Linked DNA regions of Mus musculus: regions 2, 3, 4 and 5 are each linked to region 1. A link is a contact called in public Hi-C and HiChIP or PLAC-seq data. All regions are on one chromosome and are shown on one strand. Each heading gives the region's core, a stretch centred on a gene start, on an enhancer-like site or on the middle of the called end of the contact. The rest is flanking DNA. Distances are from core to core; before and after follow the strand shown.

The links. A called contact is a pair of places that touch in the nucleus more often than the background predicts. HiChIP or PLAC-seq counts read pairs in DNA pulled down with a chosen protein or histone mark.
Region 2: a contact with region 1 is called in an H3K27ac HiChIP or PLAC-seq map of microglia, with 8 times the contacts expected there. The contact joins the promoter of Entpd5 here to the enhancer-like site in region 1. A contact is called at or near these places in 7 of 39 promoter capture datasets (cranial neural crest, hematopoietic stem and progenitor cells, hippocampal neurons and 3 more), 3 of 484 Hi-C or Micro-C datasets (B cells, CD4 T cells and natural killer cells), 3 of 115 datasets of contacts at active chromatin or transcription factors (the SCID.adh cell line, microglia and pancreatic cancer cells) and 1 of 9 other capture datasets (adipose tissue).
Region 3: a contact with region 1 is called in a Hi-C map of erythroblasts, with 2.8 times the contacts expected there. The contact joins the promoter of Rbm25 here to the enhancer-like site in region 1. A contact is called at or near these places in 10 of 39 promoter capture datasets (the 3T3-L1 cell line, the HPC-7 cell line, cranial neural crest and 7 more), 7 of 484 Hi-C or Micro-C datasets (B cells, CD4 T cells, the G1E-ER4 cell line and 4 more), 5 of 115 datasets of contacts at active chromatin or transcription factors (the 230-238 cell line, effector CD8 T cells, embryonic stem cells and 2 more) and 3 of 9 other capture datasets (adipose tissue, liver and pancreatic islet).
Region 4: an H3K4me3 HiChIP or PLAC-seq map of bone marrow-derived macrophages shows a contact between it and region 1, with 4 times the contacts expected there. The contact joins the promoter of Ptgr2 here to the enhancer-like site in region 1. A contact is called at or near these places in 1 of 39 promoter capture datasets (neural stem cells), 2 of 484 Hi-C or Micro-C datasets (embryonic stem cells and muscle stem cells), 3 of 115 datasets of contacts at active chromatin or transcription factors (bone marrow-derived macrophages, embryonic stem cells and intestinal crypt epithelium) and 1 of 9 other capture datasets (adipose tissue).
Region 5: an H3K27ac HiChIP or PLAC-seq map of double positive thymocytes shows a contact between it and region 1, with 2.1 times the contacts expected there. The contact joins two enhancer-like sites. A contact is called at or near these places in 1 of 39 promoter capture datasets (embryonic stem cells), 1 of 484 Hi-C or Micro-C datasets (embryonic stem cells), 5 of 115 datasets of contacts at active chromatin or transcription factors (the SCID.adh cell line, T-cell acute lymphoblastic leukemia, double positive thymocytes and 2 more) and 2 of 9 other capture datasets (embryonic stem cells and pancreatic islet).

Annotation. Positions count from the first base shown.
Region 1 is chr12:83,927,969-83,931,024 of GRCm38.p6, forward strand. Gm31386 (a long non-coding RNA gene) reads left to right here. Exons shown (of 3, transcript XR_381772.3): 2 at 1,321-1,367. Among named protein-coding and RNA genes, the nearest start is that of Gm31386, 7.6 kb to the left of the region's middle. Within about 2 kb of position 1,648, at least 87 of the 459 cell types and tissues checked have an H3K27ac peak or open chromatin away from gene starts, as enhancers often do. A contact at or near this core is called in B cells, the G1E-ER4 cell line, the HPC-7 cell line and 11 more, where this site is marked.
Region 2 is chr12:84,407,402-84,410,449 of GRCm38.p6, forward strand. It overlaps Entpd5 (ectonucleoside triphosphate diphosphohydrolase 5), which reads right to left and starts at 1,628. Exons shown (of 16, transcript NM_001026214.2): 1 at 1,569-1,628. Bbof1 (basal body orientation factor 1) reads left to right here and starts at 1,667. Exons shown (of 12, transcript NM_028377.3): 1 at 1,667-1,854. The coding sequence starts at 1,781.
Region 3 is chr12:83,630,935-83,633,634 of GRCm38.p6, forward strand. It overlaps Rbm25 (RNA binding motif protein 25), which reads left to right and starts at 1,309. Exons shown (of 19, transcript NM_027349.4): 1 at 1,309-1,483.
Region 4 is chr12:84,283,828-84,286,672 of GRCm38.p6, forward strand. Ptgr2 (prostaglandin reductase 2) reads left to right here and starts at 1,469. Exons shown (of 10, transcript NM_029880.3): 1 at 1,469-1,649.
Region 5 is chr12:84,242,032-84,244,731 of GRCm38.p6, forward strand. No RefSeq gene overlaps it. Among named protein-coding and RNA genes, the nearest start is that of Mideas, 25 kb to the left of the region's middle. Within about 2 kb of position 1,265, at least 120 of the 459 cell types and tissues checked have an H3K27ac peak or open chromatin away from gene starts, as enhancers often do. A contact at or near this core is called in the SCID.adh cell line, T-cell acute lymphoblastic leukemia, double positive thymocytes and 1 more, where this site is marked.

The DNA.
Region 1 (3,056 bases), core at 398-2,897:
CTAGGCAGTCAGAGCGATCCATCAGGGCTGGGTTGAGGCTGGCTTCCTTTTGAGGGAGGAAGATATTGGGGCTTGGCCTCTAGCCAGAGAAAGGAGGAACTATAATCAAGGAAACTCCATTATTTTGGCTTTGAGTCATTTCTCAAGGCTCACCCATGACTATTATACAAGAAGTCTTTGGGAGGAGGATAAAATTCCTGAAGTATAAATGGTTTTTAAACTAAGACTTCTGTTCCAGCCTCAGCCTGGTCTACTTAGCAAAAACTGCCTCAAAAATAAACCCAGCAGTACCAGTGATGGCTCAGCCTGTGAGAATGTCACCATACTAGCCTGGGTCCGACTTCAGATCTTACTTAAGGTTGGAAGGACAGATCTGGCTCCTGAACCTTGTTCTCTGACTTTCACATACATGATGATGGCATGTGCTTGCACAACACAAGCATAAATTAAGAAGAAGAAAAAAAACAAAACACCTAGATCAGTGGTTCTTAACCTTCCTCATGCCCTTTAATATAATTCCTTACATTGTGGTGACCCCAACCATAAGATTATTTTGTTGCTACTTCATTACTATAATTTTGCTACTGTTAGGAATCATAAATATCTGGTATGCAGGATATCTGATCTAGAAACCCTGTAGGGGCTGTGACCCAAGGCTGAGAACTTCTGCTGTAGACAGACAAAAGTCCAAGTCTTTGCAATTCATCCTAACTCCTTTCTTCCTGCCAGGATAGCTATTCAAACCTTCTCCCCTTTCCCCTTCCCTCCCCCTTCCCTCTTCATCCCCCTCCCCCTCATCCCCCTCCCACCTTTCCTCCTCTATCATCTACATTTCCCGTGTTAATTCTACTGTGTTATACTATCCACACAAGTAAGCACTTTATATTGGAGCTGGCTCCACATCCAGAGTCATCTCTAGCAACATCTGCTAAGTGTTGTACCTTAAAGCTCAATAAATACTCCCAGATAATGCTATTTTATACCTTTGCCTCAAAATCAAGGCACCTGTGGGGCTAGGAATAGAGCTGGGTCAATAGCTGGCCCACCTAGCATGCACAAAGCTCTGTGTAAACTAGGTGTGGCGGTGCTCTCCTGCAATCTCAGCATTCTGGAGGCTGAAGGGAGAGGATCAGAAGTTCAAGTTCATCTTTATCTGCATATCAAGTTCAAGGCCAGTCTGCTTTTTGTTGAGACCTTGTTTTTGTTTGTTTGTGGGGGGAATCTTTGTTTTTTTAAAGCACACAGGTTTTTCTGAACACCTCTAACCCTGGCTGCTTCTCCCCTTGACACATTCCTAAACATTACTACATTTGTACACAGAGTCAAAGCAGAAGTTGCTGGGAATGGACCTGAAGCTTAAAGGGAAGGTATGTACCAATGTCAAGTTCCTCTTTCCAAAGACTCTTATCTTCCTTTCTAAGTTTCCTCTGTTTGAGACAGAAGAGATTAGTGAGTTTCAATACCTCTTAATATTTTGAGAAGACCTCTGTCTGTCCCTTCAGACTGGCCAATTTTAGAAGGGGAAGAAGACTGACTCCACATGGGGATGCTGAGTTTATTTTTTCAGCTTTTTCCTACCCTCAGTGAGAGCAGCCACGGCTTGCTTTCACCCTCAGGAAGTGTACTCAGTGGTAGGCTTTCTTTCTTTTCCTGTTAGTTTCCTGTGAAAGAACATCATTGTCTTTTATCAGCAAGAGATAAAAAGGATGTTGTCACTCAAATGGAGACGCACAAATCTATTTCCCATCCCCAGACACAGACCATGCCAATAGCTTAGAGAATTGGTTCAGATTTTAGAAATAACAGCAGAGGCTTGCTTTTCTTTCTTCTCTGTGTAAGGTTATATGAGCATGAGGTGTGTGTGCATGTGCACATGTGTGCATGTGCACATGTGTATGGAGCCCAGAGGTTGACGGTGGGTATCTCACCATCCTTTATTATTCTTTAGCATTTCTTAGAAGTATTTTGTCCCACATAAAAACAGAGACACTGAAATTAATAGAGGAGAAAGTGGGGAAAAGCCTCGAAGATATGGGCACAGGAGAAAAAATCCTAAACAGAACAGCAATGGCTTGTGCTGTAAGATCAAGAATTGACAAATGGGACCTCATAAAATTGCAAAGCTTCTGTAAGGCAAAAGACACTGTCAATAAGACAAAAAGGCCACCAACAGATTGGGAAAGGATTTTTACCAATCCTAAGTCTGATAAGGGACTAATATTCAATATATACAAAGAGCTCAAGAAGCTGGACTCCAGAAATTCAAATAACCCCATTAAAAATGGGGTTCAGAGCTAAACAAAGAATTCTCACCTGAGGAATACTGAATGGCTGAGAAGCACCTGAAAAAAATGTTCAACATCCTTAATCATCAGGGAAATGCAAATCAAAACAACCTTAAGATTCCAACTCACACCAGTCAGAATGGCTAAGATCAAAAATTCAGGTGACAGCAGATGCTGGCGAGGATGTGGAGAAAGAGGAACACTCCTCCATTGCTGGTGGGATTGCAAGCTTGTACAACCATTCTGGAAGTCAGTCTGGAGGTTCCTCAGAAAATTGGACATAATACTACCGGAAGATCCAGCAATACCTCTCCTGGACATATACCCAGAAGAAGTTCCAACTGGTAATAAGAACACATGCTCTACTATGTTCATAGCAGCCTTATTTATAATAGTCAGAAGCTGGAAAGAACCCAGATATCCCTCAACAGAAGAATGGATACAGAAAATGTGGTACATTTACACAATGGAGTACTACTCAGCTATTAAAAACAATGAATTTATGAAATTCTTGGACAAATAGATGTATCTGGAGGATATCATCTTTAGTGAGGTAACCCAATCACAAAAGAAGTCATTAGATATGCACTCACTGATAAGTGGATATTAGCCCAGAAACATAGAACTTCCAAGATACAACTTGCAAAACACAAGAAAGTCAAGAAGAGGGAAGACCAATAGGTGGATACTTCATTCCTCCTTATAATAGGGAACAAAATACCCATGAAAGGAGTTACAGAGACAAAGTTTGGAGCTAAGACAAAAGGATAG
Region 2 (3,048 bases), core at 378-2,877, 480 kb after region 1:
CCAGGTTTGATTCTCAGCATCCACATGTCAGCTCACAACCATCTCTAATTCAAGTTCCAACGACCTCTTCTGGCCTCCAGAGGCACTGCATACACCTAGCACATAGATTTGCAGGCAGAACGTCCATATATATAAAATAAAAATAACGGTGAAAAAAATAAACAAAGACACTTTTATTTTAAGTCAAAATTTTATGTCTGAGATAATCTGTAGAAGTATATTCAAATGGTAAATGTGGGACTGGCTTTTATTTACAACCAATTTTTGTAAAACAAACAAACAAACAAATAAATAAAAAGTCTAAATATACATACCTATGACAGAAAATGCCCCTACTCCCTTTCTGCTAGTTAGCAATAGGTGCTTTATAGATTGCTTCTCAGAGGTAATGTACATTATCTAAGGGAAGGTACATGATGTAGAGGTGATTCTACTCATAAGTTCATGGCATGTCACCAGAAATATAGTCAAAATAGGCCATAGCCGTGCTAGCAGAAGGTTCAAACGGTTTCCAAGGTCTCTCATCAAATCTACTTGCTTACTCTAACCGCAAAATTTACAAACCACACAAACCACGCCCTCTGGGGGGGGGATGAGGTGGGAAAAGAGAGATTTAGAGGTCAAAGATGTCACCTTACAGTTAGGGGCTTAGTAACTAAGGTCTCCCTAGAGAGAGGGGAGGAGGAGTTCTAACAATGATGTTTCAAAATAAATGTTAAATGAAATTTGAAGCGGAGTGATAAAGCAGAACCGCGCTTCACTCCCAAGCCTATTGACAAGGCAGCCACAATACCTGTCTTCCGTAATGACTCACTCACGCTCAGTGAATGAAGACATAATCACAGGGTTCCTCTTCTGAACCAACTAGAATACTGGATGGAGTACTACTCCTCGGGAACCCGGGTGCGAGGCAAGTGCTTGCAACTTTATGCAACTTGCAGCAATGGGACTTCAGGCACTAGAGGATGTGGGCGATGTTAACTAACAGGAACCTGGCGGTCGGCTGGAGCCAAGCACCTGCCACCTAGATCCGGGGACCAACGATCCCCCCCCCCCCCCCCCGCCACACCGCTCCAGGCAGGGGAGCCAGAGTCTGAGCACCGGAGCCCGCGGACCCTCGGAGGCTGACAGCCTCACTCAAGCCACCGCCCTCGGAAAAGTCAACTGCCTCCCTGAAAGCGTTTGGCCTGGGATGTCCCCGGGTGCACTGTCCTCCAGGGAGCCCGCGAGACAGAAGCGAGGATGGAGGGGAGGTAAGCATGAGGCGGGCAGCGAGGGCGCCGCCACCGAGACAGAAGCAGGGATGCGGGCAGGACCGCCACGGTGGCCGCGCCAGAGGCTTGGAAGATCCGCCCGCCCGACTGGAAGCGCTTCAAGCCTCACTGGCGCCGCTCCGATGCGCGCGGGGCGGTCGGAGAGCCGCCGGCCATGGAGCCTCAGGGGGCGCGAGACAAGTCGTGGGAGGCTAAGACGCCGCAGCCCCGCGCCCGACACCCGCCCCTGCCGAGCTCCCGGCCTCCCGCCCGGCTCCAACCCCGGGAGCGCCGCCGAGGCTCGTGCACACTCACCGCGCGCGCCGCCCTGGCGCGGACGCCCGCCGCCTCGGAGCGATCTCCGCCCCGCCCCTCGCCGCGGTCACGTCACGCGCGTGCGCCCTCCGCGTGCCCTCAACGGCGCGGAGGACGTTAGCCCTTCGGCGTGGTGGTTTCCTTAGAGACGGAGTCGGCCCAGGTGGCGGCCACCAGGACACCAGCACGGTGAGACTCCCGCAGAAGTCAAGATGCCGGCGAAGGACAAGAGGAAAGACAAGAGGAAAGACAAGAGGAAAGGCAAAAACAAAGGCAAAGAACCAAAGTAAGAGCAGCGCAGAGGCTCCCCGTTCCCCCTGCCTACCCTTGTCATTTTGCGGCGCTAACTGGATGCCTCTGTCAGGCTTTTGTGGACAGCTCCTGTTCATTCTTGATTGGCCCTAAGATCTGAGAGCTCTCCATTGTGAGACTGATATAAACACATTCTTTTCTATTCTAGCTCTTGTCTGAGTGGTTAAAGTTGTTCCTTGGGTCATTCAGGAATCCTCTTGGGATCAAAGGGAGCACGCGAAATGATTTAACTGGACGGATCAGTACACACACAAACACCACACACAGAGACACAGAGTGAACAGCTATAGCGCTAACCCCATGGATGGTCCCTAGGAATTGTTGCTAGAATGTCAATAGAATGACTGGGCTACAGGATGGTTCCTCAGGACTTTGGAGTCACACAAGGAGTTCAACGCCGTAGATGAGAAATGCAAAGGGATCGCTTAAGCTTGTGACTGTAATGTGAATTCTCTGGAGACAAGTTAAGTAACACACACCTCTGGTCGCATTGCTCTGGAGGCTGAGGCAGGGAGATCACAGCCACTGCTACATATGGAGACCTCGTCTTTAAAAACAAGTCTGAGTGTAGTTCAGTGATAGAGTGCTTCTTGTGCAGGGTCCTAGGTACCATCTCCAGCAAAGTAACTTAAGAGAGTAACTTTCTTTTTAAAAAAGATTTGTTTATTTTTATTTATATGCATACACTGTATGCTGTCTTTAGGCACACTCCAGAAGATCCCATTACAGATGGTTGTGAGCCACCATGTGGTTGCTGGGAGTTGAACTCAGAACCTCTGGAAGAACAGTCAGTGCTCTTAATCTCTGAGCTATCTCTCCAGCTCTGTACCACAGTGTTTTGTTAATGCTGGTGCAATCTTTATTTCAAAGGACTTTACCTTTTGAATCCATCCTAGGGCCTTGATGTATACTTACCATGCATTCTACTTCTACTTCTACCTGATACATGCATACCATGCACTCTAACTTTACCTGATGTATGCATACCATTCAGTCTTCTTCTTCCTAATGTATGCTTATTATACATTCTACTTCTACCTGATGTATGCTTACTGTACATTCTGCTTCTACATGTCTACATTCCCAAGGTCTTACTTTTTTTTTCCCCCATCTCTGCATCAATGACTATGGTGTGTGTTTTTCAGGCATCCTTAAAGCCTGGGATAAT
Region 3 (2,700 bases), core at 59-2,558, 300 kb before region 1:
ATTGTAGTGGCTATTCCTGGTTGTCAACTTGACAATATTTGGAATGAACTACAATTCGGAATTGGAAGGCTCACCAGTGACCCTTATCTGGAGGCTTGGAGATCCTTATCTGGATCTTGGTTTGAAGATCTTGAGCCATAGTGGCTATGGATTCCAGAAGATTGAATCTCCGAGTTAAGGAACACACCTTTAATCTGGGCTATGCCTTTCATCTGGGATTAAAGGTGTGGTGGAACACACCTTTAATCTGGGCTACACCTTTTGCTGGAGACAATATAAGGACATTGGAAGAAGGGAGTCTAGCTCTAGCTCTTGCTCTTGCTCCTTCGCCTGCTTGCTGCGTGAGACTGAGTAACTGCTAGATCCTTGGACTTCCATTCACAGCTGCGACTGAACCATTGTTGGGAATTGGGCTGCCGACTGTAAGTCATCAATAAATTCCTTTACTATTTAGAAATTATCCATAAGTTCTGTGACTCTAGAGAACCCTGACTAATACACTAACCAACCAAGGTTTGCTATTTGTTATCCCAGGACTCCAGCTCTCCCAGGACAGGAATAAATCTCACTCTCCACCTTCAGAGAGACAAGCTCCTTGTAAACGAATTATAAAATCCTTCTGAGTAACAGGAAACAAAAGCAGCAGATACTGCTTATAAATTCCATAATTTGGATAACCCAGTAATTTGTGAGTATTCATTTTCACTGTTTTAGTATTTTTAGTCATTCGCACACTGCGGAAAGTTGCATTAAATATTCTTACAGGTTTCTGAAGATACCAAGCATCTAGTTACCTCTTTGACCCTGTTACCTCGCCTAAGATATAGTGTGTGTACGCACAAAAAGTCCAAAAAACCCAATATAGCCGTTGCCAGTTATTTCTTGGTGTGAGCAGTACTTTGCGAAGAACAAATGACATCTGGGCTTTCTATTGAGGTTCTCGGTCCCGCCCAGGTATCAGGTCATCGAACCTCCAAGAATCAGGAGACCAAGGTTCTAATTCCTGGAAAACGAACTACCAAAAAATGTGAGAAAACCTGTAACAAGCCCCGCGCGAGTAACCAGCCGGAACCTTGACCTCAAGATGGCGTCGCACAGTCATAAGATTCAATCGGCTCCAATCAAAAATGGCAGGGTGGGTGGTAATTTACAGCTCGAGCCTCTCTAGGTCCCACTAGACAATCCCACTCTATGGTCATCCCTCTGTACTTAATGAGTCAGAGGCGACGGCGGAGACTATCTAGGCATCACCTTCTCTATGGTTATCCCTTTCCACGCCTCCTGGCGCAGTGCACGCCGGGCAAGAGGAAGCCCTCCAGGAGCTCCCCGCGCAGCGCGGCTGTGTTTTGCGGCCTAGGCGAGTAGGCGCTTCGGAACCAGTCTCTAGAGTCGGGCGGCGCGCAGACACCTCGAACCGGTGGAGCCCCACTCCATCACCTGACGCCCAGAGGCCGCGAAGACAGTACCGTTTTCTTAGCGGCGGGTGAGTCCACGCTTCCGAACGCGTGAGGAAACCGCTCGACCTGCTACCTCAGCTGCGGGAGGAGGAGGCGGCGGCGGAGAAGCCAGGGCCGCTGTGGAGGCCCAGCGGGGTGGGGGGTGGGGGGGGGTGGGGAGACGGGGCGGGGTGGGGGAGGGGACGGGCACGCGGCTCGGGCTTCTCTTCCCCTCCAAGGCCTCGGAAAAACCAGTGAACCAGGAGCCCGGGGAGGCCGGGCCCACGGCCGGAGCGGTCCTCCGGGAATTTTATTTTATTTTTTGTCGCCCACTTTGTCTATTGGCTTCCGTTTCAGTTTGGGAGCGAATCGCCTCGGGCCCTGACGGGGCTCCTGTCTTAGCCAGGGCTAGGATCGGTCGGCCCGGAGGCCCTTGTCTCCTCGGGGCCTCCAGAGCCACCTCTCAGTAGGTTTCCGGGGCCGAGGACTCAAGTGCCTCCAGGCTGCGCCTTGAAAGTAGCCTGCGCCCACTCTTGGAGCGAGGTGCGGGCCACCAACGGATTTCTTTTCTGTCTGGTAGTCTAGTGCCAGCCGCCAAAAGAACGGGCCCCACCCCTCCTTGAGTTTATCGAGTGGCCACTTTTTTGGTTTTAAAGCACCTTTCCTGCTTGTTGGAGCTAGTGATGAGTTTCACCGTCTGATCCCCTTTCCGATTGGGAGGGATGCTGTAAAGGATCTCTCCATTCATTCTAGGCGGCACCAGCCTTCTTCATATTAAAATATGCTGCCCTCCTTTTGTTTTCAGTATTGATTTTTAAATACAGTTTTCGAAATAAGAGTATGAAGGTTATCTTGAAGTTATGTAATAATGGATTTATATTGACGTGGAAATGCCATTTTGATACAGGTCAGAGTAAAGCCGACCAAAAGGAGGGAAAAGATTGGGCTTCTCTTGTATCATAGTGCTTTAGTGAAATAAGGTGAATCAGGTAGAGGCAGTATTGTATAAACAGTTTTTTTGTGTGTTGTCTGTGAGCACCCTCAATTTCAGTTTCTCTTCAGTTTAAAAATCTCTTGTTTTTTTTCCCCACAAGTAAGAGGGTCGCTGTATGATATTGATTCTTGTAAGCCTGTATATAGATTTAAGAAAGGTTGATAGTTTAACGGGGAGTATTCACACCACGAATGTAATTTTGTGAGAACTTTAATTTTTTTATAAAAGATATTTCAAAGAGTTCAGTGTTCTCATAAGACATTCAATTGC
Region 4 (2,845 bases), core at 219-2,718, 360 kb after region 1:
CCAAAGCCAGTGCTGGCACCTTCAGTCCAGGCACTCAGAAGGGAGAGGCAGGTGGATCTCTTTGAGTCTAGGCCAGCCTGGCCTACAGAGTGAGGTCCAGGATACCCAGGCCTATGTAGCGGCACCGTGATGCAAACCAAACCGCACCACACCACACCACAAAAAATAAAAATAAAACCATATCAGGAAAAAAATACCCATATGATACATGGTACAACTCAAGTCATACAAACGACTGTAACCCTTAGTGTGAAGAGAAAATTCAGAAGGGAGGAAAATAAATAAACCTGAACTCCTCCATGCAGTTTTTGAACATCTGAGACCTGGAGAAAAGGGGACTTCACATCAAAAAGGGCCCAAACTAAGTTTCTTCTCTTTGAGTTTTAGATGTAATCTATAGTCTCCCTCTGTTTTCTGCTATCACTTTTATTGTTTTTGAGCGTTTCCTCTTTCTCTGGTTCACTCAGCTGACCACCAAGAGATCAGATCCTGCTGGAAAGTTATTTGGAATGTGGTAACAGTCTCCTACCCCATTCTTCAAGTTTTCCAAACGAAGTGAAAATGTTCAGATGTTCTGTTACCCGGGCCTCCAGTCCATCTGATGGCTGCCCATTTGCCGGCGGTACTGGTATTTTTCAGCTACTCTTTATACCAGAGTTAGAGCTCCGCGATTAGCCCTTGCTGGAATACAGTGCTAAGGGCGATTCCTACAGCCGCTTGATTAAGTCCGTTAGGGTTTGCAGTTCCTGGAGATCCCAAGTTATTCTAGAAACAAACCACACCCGATAGTGACTAGTCAAGTGGTTCTCAAACCATGAGTTTCTAGCTTCTTGGGGTCCCCTTAGACCATCGGAAAACATTTCCATTACGGGTCGAAACAATAGCAAAATAACAATTATGAAGTAGCAATGAAAATAATTTTATGGTTGGGGGGGTCACCACGCACGAGGGTCACAGCATTAGGAAGGTTGAGAACCGCTGCTTTAGTCCTCTAGATCTCAGCTTGTTCACCTACAAAACAAGGGTTAGACTTGATGCTATTTCTCACTGTGATTCCCCAACCTAAGACTCAGTGAATCTAACATGAATCAAGTTTCTTCCAGAGGCTGGGGCTGGCTGTCAGGGCGTCTGCCTAGACCGTGCCAGGACGCGGGTTCAACCTCTGGGGGCACAAGAGGACACAGGGGACTTGATCTGAAGTCATTAGTTAATTTGCTCTCTTGGTCCTGGAGGCGGGGTCGGCCACGGAGCCCTAATGAGGTTAACTTATGGATACTCCTTGCCTAGACTAGCAACGTATCCTGTGATTCTCACCAACCTTGGGGACCAAAGGATCGCGTATGAACTTCAAAACCCCGGCCCTAGGAGACGAGAGGGCAAGGAGGCCGGCTTAGTCCTGCGCTTGCGCAGTGTGGTCCTAGGGCTAAGGTCGTGCCGCCAGCTGACCCTTCGCTGTTCATCAAATCCCGCGAGATCTCAAACTGACAGACACGCAGGGGGGCCACTGTATCGCTGCACCGGAAGCTGGATTAAGCCCGCAGAAAAGGAGGAAGTGCCGAGCCAGGGTGACCTGTGGGCGTCCTCCTCGAGCTCCGGGCGACACCGGCGGTATAGCTTGGGACGCTAGACTAGGGAATGCCCCGTAACAGGTGCTCTCCGTTTTGTAAGAATTCCGAGGGTGAAGTTTGGGCGCGACTGTGTTTGAGGTGCTTCAGATTTGAACATCTATTGAGCGCCTACTGTGTGCCACGCATAGGGGTATACTTATGTCATGTTGAAAAACCTCAGCACCAAGAGGTTTTGATCCTCTTGGTGCTGAGGATCCAGGAAGTCGGCTTGAAAATGTGAGATTACTAGTAATTTCTGTGAAAGTGGTTAGTCGTGGGAGCCATAGAGGAAGGTTGGCTTTCTGAGGTGGACATTTGCACACGATGGCATAGACAGCACAGGGAAGGTCAGCAGAGCCCTTTGTGGCAGAATGGTTGAACAAAGTACGGCTAAACAGGAAGTGTGTTTTATTAAAAGATATTGGGGATAAGTTGTGCGACCTTGGACAAGTTATTCAGCCCCTGTATGGCGTCTGTGAAAAGGATAGCATGTTTGCAACTTCATGGCGGTGGTGTTTGAGGACGGAGTTGTATTTAAGCAAGCTGATTAATAATTTATTTTCTTCTGTATTGGGAATTGAGTCCAAGATCAGCCTTCCACCTCCCCTATGCATGCTGGGCAAGAGGTTTTTACTACTGGGCTATATTGCCAGACTGTTTTTCATTTTTATTTTGGGACAGGTTCTCACTAATTTGCCCAGGCTGGCCTTGAATTTGCCGTCTGTATTCCATCTGCCCAATAACTGGGATTACAAATGTAAGACGCTACCATGCTAGAGCATGTCAACTCACCCAGTTCTGGGATGCCTGGAAACATTCAGGAAATAAACTATATGACCCCTCCGAGGTCCCACCCAGCTAGAAACAGAACATGTCCTTTGCCCTTGTGAGTTCAGTGAGCTTTTCCTTACAATAGTCTGCTACACAGATGCTTAAGGCGTATTTTTAATGACTGTCATTGAACCAGATCTTTTGGTGGTATTTTAGAATGGTCGAATCAATTAGAAACCCACTTTAATTTAACAGCAAATGGGGTTTACTGAGGTCTACTCAGCTCTGCCTCCATTATGATGCCTCCTAACCCACTGCCCTTCAGGTCTTGAATGTGATCTTTATTTTAGATGGAGAACCTGTGAGTAAGTCATGGTTGATTTTGTTTGTTTGTTTGTTTGTTTGTTTTCGAGACAAGGTCTCTCATATCCCAGAATTCTGGCCTTGAATTTTGTTATGTAGTTAAG
Region 5 (2,700 bases), core at 15-2,514, 310 kb after region 1:
GATTTTACTTATCCAACATGTTAGGGAACCCTCTCTCAGTACGCAGGCCAGAGGAGAGACACAGAACATAGAAAGAACACACTTTTTATACCTTGTAAGGGCCGGATATAGGCACCAGGGTAGTTTGGCTTATTTTAATTGGTGTAGCAAATAACCTTTTTAGACATTGGTCGGTTTGTATAGGGTGACTCTCATTTTGTGTGTCCTTATGGTTTTTAGTGTGAGGTGGGGCCGGGAAATTGTTAATTTTGTTTTTGACCGTTAAAACTATGTTTCTATATTTGTTTAGTCAGCCAGCCTTTTATCTGACTCTGTACTTGACCTGCTAGTACAGTTTGGAAAGTCCTTTTGAAGAGGGAAGGTACTGGGTAGTCTTGAATTTATTTTGGATATTACAAACCCAGGACCACCAGCCCAGGGATGGCAACACCTACAATGGGCTGGGTCCTTCTCTATAATCATTAATTAAGAGAATGCCATATAGGCCTGCCTACAACCTGATTTCTGGAGGCTTTTTCTCACTTGAGGTTCCTCTTCAAAATGCTTGTATCAGGTTGACAGGAAAACTAGTCAGCACAGGGATGGCATGGTATATGGCTGTCTTTGCCTGCTTAGAATGTTTTTAAGCAAGCTGACTTGGAAGCTGCGCTAGAGCTCCAAGATCTCCCAGGGTGGCGAGCATACTTCAGATCATGGTCACAGAGCTTCTGTTCATCTCTGCAACCTTACTTACCATGAGCCCATAGGGTAAGGGTTATGACATGGTTATGGTTATAATGTTATTTTGTTGCTACTTCATAGCAGTAATTTTGCTACTGTTACGAATCATAATGTAAATATCTGATATGCAGGATATTGGATATGTGACCCCCGTGCAAGGGGTTGTGATCCGCAGGTTGATAGTTGCAGCCATAGGGTAAAGACAATGGTTCTGTTTCTCGCTGCCTATTGAAGTAACTTCATATGTACCCGGGACACAAGTGAGGTGCAAATGAATTGGCCTTGGTAGGGCTGCCTTGGTCCTTTGCAGAGATGGTGGGTCCTCTGATACGTGTGACAAACGTAGTCATGAAATGTGTCACACACACACACACACACACACACACACACACACACACTGGAACATGCATTTTAGCCTTTGCCAATTTTGCCCACAAGGAGGGAATGTTTCAGACGGAGAAGCAAGTTCCCTGACGTAGATACATCAGAGTCACTTTCTCAGGTGTAGAGGCTCACTTCCCCCTGTGGAGGAAAGCCTGGGCCACTTCCTGTTTTCACTTGCAACTCAGCTCTGTGATGTCTCTAGTGTGGTGTGCCTCGTGATCTCTGACAGAGGCTGCAAAAAGACGTATGTCCCAGTTAAAGGACCATGTTGGAAAGAAACTCTGACAGAGTCAGGGGTAGCAGTGAAGGTGGCCAAGGTCCCTCTAGGGAGGACTGGCTCTTTGGGATGGTCTGAATTCTGTGCCACTCAAGATATAGGCAAATGGTGTTGTTGCCTTCATGCTGTTCCTCTATCAGGCAGGAAACACATAGAAGGAAGCTGAGAAAAAGGATACCCATGAGAACACTAGGCACCAGTACCCATGAGGACACTGGTCACCAGTACCCATGAGGACATTGGTCACCAGTACCCATGAGGACACTGGGCATCATTACCCCTGTGAACATTGGGCACCAGCACTCCTGAGAACACTGGGCATCAGTACACACGTGAACACTGAGCATCAGTACCCCTGAGTACACTGAGCATCAGTACCCCTGAGAACATTTGGGCATTAGGTTAAAGGATTTCCTCGTGCAATGGTGACACAGTAAGTTGTTTTAGCTCTTATATCTGGATGGCAGTGTCCCTTCGCATCCTCACCTTACTGGCTGTTGGCACATCTCATTGAACCTCTTAATAAAATGTTAGGGGCAGAGGAGTTAGAACAAAAACAGACTTAATCCCCTCTCATATAACCATATATATTACTCCCCTGGCATGGTTCTGATGGTCTGAGGAAGGCATGAAAACTATTCTTCTATAAAGACTGCAAGTGTGGGGAGGACAGGGTGAGGCTGCTCATGGACACTTGGTTCACAGTAGGTATGCTGTAAGGGGCATGGAGGAAAGAAAGAAGTGAGGATCTGCACACATGGACACATGGATTCTGTAATGTCTGTAGCCTTAGTTAGGATTTTACTGCTGTTCACAGACACCATGACCAAGGCAACTCTTATAAGGACAGCATTTAACTGGGGTTGGTTCACAGGTTCAGTCCATTATCATCAAGGCAGGAGTATAGCAGTACCTAGGCAGGCACAGGGTAGAAGGAGCTGAGAGTTCAACCATATTGTTCTGAAGGCAAACAGAAAACTGGCTTCCAGGCAGCTAGGACAAGGATATTAAAGCCCACACCCATAGTGACACACCTACTCCAACAAGGCCAAACTTCCAAATAGTGCCACTCCCTGGGGCAAGCATGTACAAACTAACCCATCTGTTAAAAACTACAAAAACTGGGCTAGTGGTGAGATGGTTCGGCAAGTAAAGGCCCTTGCTGACAAGCCTGAACTCAGAGATCTGCCTGCTTCTGCTTCCTGAGCACTGGGATTAAGGAATACAGTGGTTTTGTTTGTTTGGTTAGTTGTTTGGTTGGTGGTTTTGATTTTTCGAGGTAGGGTTTCTCTGTGTAACAACAGCACTGGCTGTCCTGG